2 separate regions of the Drosophila melanogaster genome follow, and region 1 is linked to region 2. A link is a contact called in public Hi-C data. All regions are on one chromosome and are shown on one strand. Each heading gives the region's core, a stretch centred on a gene start, on an enhancer-like site or on the middle of the called end of the contact. The rest is flanking DNA. Distances are from core to core; before and after follow the strand shown.

Region 1 (2,700 bases), core at 18-2,517, 2.3 Mb before region 2:
AGTATCATTGGATCGGTGCGTATATGCAAATTGCTTTATATTTCAGATGTGCATTTATTACACCTATCTCAACACAGACTCACAATTGTCTAGAATTCATAAGCATTTTGTTCAAGAAGGCGCATCTGAAGAAGTCGCATCGGCTAAGGAAGGTAAAGAATTTCAAATACAAGCAATTGCGCCGCTTTCGTATCATCGGATGCATTTTAATGTTAACGGCGTGGACAATACTGCTATACGCCTTGGCCACCGTGAGTACTAAAAATATCATATACAAAAAAAAAAAAAACGATATCTATTCAAAAACTTCTTTGAATTCCATTAATATATTGTAAACATTATTTGAATCCAGCTCAAGCCGCATTACATTGGTCCATGGTTTGTGATTTATGCCACCATTACATCCATCGATATATTATTGGTGCTGTCAGATGCCTTAGTGAACAGGACTATAGGCAACGGCTTCTTGTTCAAGACTTTGATCCCGGTTATCAACTTGTACTGTGTCCTTTCTGTGCGGTCGACTCTCAGGCAACTGATCGAATTTTACGGTTATCAGGATGTTGTTTGGTGGTCAATGGAAAGATATGCCCCATAAATTGTCAAAATAAGTGAAAATAATATTTAACTACATTTTACGTCGTACTGTATTTTTCTCATATTAACAAAATGTAATAAAAAAAATTAATTATTTAACAAAAACAGCGCCACCTGGATGTTGTGCCGAGTAATGGCAATTGACCAACAGGTAGCGCACATGTGCAACATTGTTATTAACGCTTCAATTGTTATAAAGCTTTTGGTTTTTAAGCTTTATGGATCACATTTTATCCTAAAGAACAACTTAGGCTTAGAGGAACTTAATAAATAGATCTGTTTTAAATAGGAATTGAAAGCTTCTTTTTGAGGTTAAAAAACCCATTTAATAATATGTAATGATTAATATTGGTACTAAACATGATTTTAGGAATCATGAAATATGACAAAATGTAATACTGTCACTTTCTATCTATCTATTAAATATTTGTTATAAAATAAAAATAAAAATATAGAATTAAAAAAAAAATGGCTAAATAACCATTACTGATGTCTAAACCCACCCCCGCAAGCAGCGTGTTCGCTCACCATCTACCTCTCTTTTCAAGAGAGCACGTTGCAAAGACGTTCAGACCCGCCACCTCCGCGCTCCACGGCACCCTTTTTTTAGGACAGAGCATCAAGTTGGTGGCAGTTCCCCAGCGAACACTGAGCACAACAGATTACCGAATTAGTGCGCAGGTGTTTGCGTGAGTGATAGACGAAAAACTGTAACCTGTGGCAAATCCCCCCACTAAAAACTGATAAAACAACTGAAAAGGCTGTTGGGTTCACCTCTGAAATCTAAATCCCACCCATAACCAAGCTCGAAAATAGCCAAGATAAACAAGTTGGAGCTGCAGCAAATGAAAAGAAAAACAGACGTATAATAATAAAACAAAAAAGCAACGAAAAACGAAGCCAAAAACTCACATGCAACCGTCTTAATGAAGTTGAGAAAAACTGGTTTGCTGAGATAAACATTTTGGAGTTTGTTTTGGTCCCGCTTTCAACGGTCATAAGGGGAAGGGGGCTGAGCCAGGGTCCAAAGTTCAACACAAAACAGCACCAAGAAAGTACGACGACTCGTTTGCGCGAAACGCACACATTTTGCATGCTCCCGCACAGGCTAGTTCGAACTTTTAGCATATCCAACATCTGTACGCAAAATATCATAAAATCTTCTCTTGGCATTACACAGAAATTACTTATTGATCGTTGGGCTTCTTTATAAGTCTCAAGAGAAAGTTGAGACAAACGAAGTCAGTATCTTTTATTATTTACATAAGTAGATCTTATCATTTAGTTTTTAAAATAACCTTTAAAGCCCCACGTAGTTCTTTACGCTTTATTTAAAAAAAAAAATGATCCGAAACGTTAACATTTCGAAGATCTCTATCATAGAAACATGATTTATATTTAAGACTGGTTATACCAAACTTAACAGATAATACATTAGTGATCCATTATAGCACGTTTACTAATTTAATTAGCCATTATACTTTCAATATTCACAATTAATAAGCCTGTGGTGCTATAATTGTGAGCTCAACTGTAGATGTGGGCGGGGGGCAGAGCAAGAGCGAGATATAGTGTGTGTGGTGCATTAAAAATGCTGTTTGAAATGTTATGCGAATAAAAAAAGCACATTACATGCGAGTGTACATAAGATAAGTTCGAAATGCAATCAACTATTGAATAACAAGTATCCCACATCTATATAATACCAAACTATATGCTATACTGTATAAAACTGGATATCAGGCCCACTGTAACTCTCTCCTTTTCATTTAATTTCTCTCAATGCAAATGCAACTGTAACGCGATCGATGTAAGAGAAAGAGAGCACTCATTTGCATAGAGCTCGCTTTGCAAGAGTGTTTGAGTGGTCGAGGGAGGAGAAAGGTAGAGGGCCTCTTTTTTGGCCTTGAGTTCCGCTTACGTTGCATACATGAGATATATGTATGTACATATATATTTATAAAAAACCGTGAATAGCATTGCCGTCTCACAAGTGTCCATTTCAAACGCAGAATTTTCCCCAGCTGGTGAAACGTGTGGCAACAGAGTGTTGAGTTTACCAAGAGGGTGAATGCACTGGTTAATGTTTAAGTTTTAGTTCCA
Region 2 (2,858 bases), core at 188-2,687:
TTACTTAATGATTTTCTTAGAAGGAAGACGACTTGGATAAGAGTTAAGAGTAGGGTTTCATTCCGATAAGGCCACGTTTGCTTCATGTGTGGGGCACGGATTTAATTTAGTTGTGTTTTGCTTTTCTTTGTTTGTTGTACAAAGGGAAGAACGCGTTAAAAAAAAAAATATAAGAATAATCATCATGATGATAACCAAAGCTCAGGTCTAAGTTAGGCTTTTTAAAAAATTAATTAGAGCAAAAAAACAAAATATTATATATAAGTATGTTAAATATAGGTATTACAGTAAACTTTTGCACGCTGCCATAACATTCCAATCGGTTCAATTTCGATTGCAATACGTATTGGAGTACGAAAACAATGGGTTTTTTTGCGATGGGAAGTAAAAATCAAAGTAAGCCGAAAGTATAATAAAATAGACTTTAATATAATAATAAATAATTAATATGCCTTTTGCACTCCGTCTCTGCGTTTCCTTTTCCATTTCCACAAGACTATACATAATTTGTGTTTGTGTGTATTTAATTTATACATAATATTAACGATAAGGCACTTTGAGAATTATTTACCCCCCTCGTTTGTGGTGCACACAAATTGATAAACACACTTGGAATTTGCTCTTTCACCGGCCGTTTGTTTGTTTGTTTTTTGTATTTTTTTTGTGCTTTAAGTCATGCTTAAAATTTTTGCTGCTGTTGGTCGTAATGTAACTTAAATACGCCTAGTGAAAGAGATAATAATAAATAGGAGTAATTATATATTTGATTTAGTTTGATTTGAATTGCATTTCAGCAATTGTTTCAATATAAATTATTTGCACAAAAAAAAAAAAGGTCGCTGTATACGGATTACAGTTTACATATTTATACATATAAATTTCAATAGGTCAGAAAATGTGTACAAAATAATTTAAATATTTGTATTAAGTTTCTATTTTGTTTGCTCAGTTTAGTTTAGTATTTAAATTTCTAACACTGTACTCAGATTGCTTTTTGTTTTTTTTTCGCTTTCCGGCCTTTTATAAATCGCTTTTTCTTTCAATTTTACCGACGCATACAAAGATCGACATTCGTATGGTTTTCCCTACATAAATATTTTAAATAAGCTTTTTTTTGTTAAGGTTTTTCCTTTCCTTTTTCCGTTTTTTTATTACATATGCATTTACTTCATTATCATCGACGTAAGCATAATTATAATATGGTTTTATATAAGTTTTATATAAATAAAGGCTCTCTCATAACACTAAAATTATATAACTGCACCCAAAAATAGAAGAAATCAAGAAGAAGTTGTAAAATAAATTAAATAAAAATAATATATAATAAACAAAATGATCTGTCGCATATACCATATAAAAAACATAAAATTATCAATGGTCAAAATATGTGTGTGTGTGTGTGTGTGTATGTGTGTGTGTGTCTGAGTGTGTCGCATGTGTTGTTTTCATAAATTATTAACATTAATTGCATATAAAATATATCTGGTATGTTTTATGTAAATAGATGTGAAAATAAATTATGGTGTTTAAAAATCAGCATTTCCATTTCATAGATCGATTTTAAAGAGTACAAAAAAAATCGTAGTCATTCAAACAAAAAATATATATATCAAATCAATGACAAAATTCCATTAAAAATGTCCTCTCAAAATGAAAAATTGTTGGTTGCTCGTTGGTTGTTGTTTTTGTTGTTGTGATTAGTTGCACGATTTGCAGAGGTATATCATCAATAATATTCATATCATTCAAGATCATCATTTAAACGTAATCATAGAGTAATTGGTAATTATAATTTATTATCTTTATCAAAATATTAACTCTCGTATGTACATAACGTTTTCTATTACATAATTTTTTAGCAAAAATAATAAATTAAAGAATTTTCGTAGCTTTCTTTCTGTCCGTCTATCGTTCTCATATGAATTGGATCGATTGATTGATTGATTGATTAATTGGCTTGGCTTGGCTTGGATTGGAAGACATCGGACCAACTCTCTATCTCGCTCTCTATTTATCCACATCAAAAGTTATATATACACAGGTGGTGGCCAAATATGCATATATATATATATATATATATATACATATCTATATATATATATACAAGCAGCCGGTAATCAATTTTTACATGAGACCTATCCAAAGTGTGTGCCGTATAAGTATTGAACAAAAGCGACAGGTGTGCGTGTGCATGGGTTTTACTAATGGATGCACTGCAGTAGTTTCTATAAATGCAGGAACGATTTTCACATTCGTCGTTGGCCGTGGGGTTTGTTGATTTGATTTGAGCAACATTCGCTGAAGATTCCCAAATAGTCCTTTTCGTTATCTCCGTCTTTGTATCTTGTCCAGTTCATAAGAATGTTTTGTTTAGCTATAGCATTCATGCTAGCTATGTTTTTTTTTTTTTGTTTTCTTTTTGTTAGTTTTTAGTTTTTAGTATTTAGTTATAGTTTAAGATCATCGTTTGCTTGGATTGTTTGTTTGTCATTTACGTATCTATCTAACTAATTGTCCCGTAGTAGTCCGTAATTCGGTCCTTCTCATATAACGATTATTGTATAACGATTACGTTTGACTGTCACAGCAATGAGAGAATTGATATCAAGGATCGGTTCATAATTAAGGGGTGTCTGTGTTTGGCGTATACTTGATATACACTTATTCTGCAACGAAGTTACGCCACCGGAAATCCATTTGCCTTGGCATATTTGCGTTTCAAATTGGACTGCGAGAGTAGTTTTGTTTTCAGTTTCCATGGTTTGGTCGTTACTGAGATTTTGTCAAGGATGCTGGTTTGTTGATGGAGGGATGCTTGGATGGGCGTGAGTTGGATGCTGGATGGTGTTTCAATTCAA

The links. A called contact is a pair of places that touch in the nucleus more often than the background predicts.
Region 1: a Hi-C map of the Kc167 cell line shows a contact between it and region 2, with 2.6 times the contacts expected there. The contact joins the promoter of pdgy here to the promoter of lncRNA:SMRG in region 2. A contact is called at or near these places in 3 of 107 Hi-C or Micro-C datasets (the Kc167 cell line and eye imaginal disc).

Annotation. Positions count from the first base shown.
Region 1 is chrX:14,952,099-14,954,798 of dm6, reverse strand. pdgy (pudgy) reads left to right here and starts at 1,267. Exons shown (of 7, transcript NM_001298328.1): 1 at 1,267-1,286. It overlaps CG9030, which reads left to right. Exons shown (of 3, transcript NM_167422.3): 1 at 1-15; 2 at 78-251; 3 at 353-676. The coding sequence ends at 598. It overlaps lncRNA:CR44831 (long non-coding RNA:CR44831), which reads left to right and starts at 1,102. Exons shown (of 1, transcript NR_123907.1): 1 at 1,102-2,454.
Region 2 is chrX:12,679,266-12,682,123 of dm6, reverse strand. lncRNA:SMRG (Scutellar Macrochaetes Regulatory Gene) reads right to left here and starts at 1,437. Exons shown (of 1, transcript NR_167813.1): 1 at 1-1,437. It overlaps Tis11 (Tis11 zinc finger protein), which reads right to left. Exons shown (of 4, transcript NM_001272561.2): 4 at 1-2,858.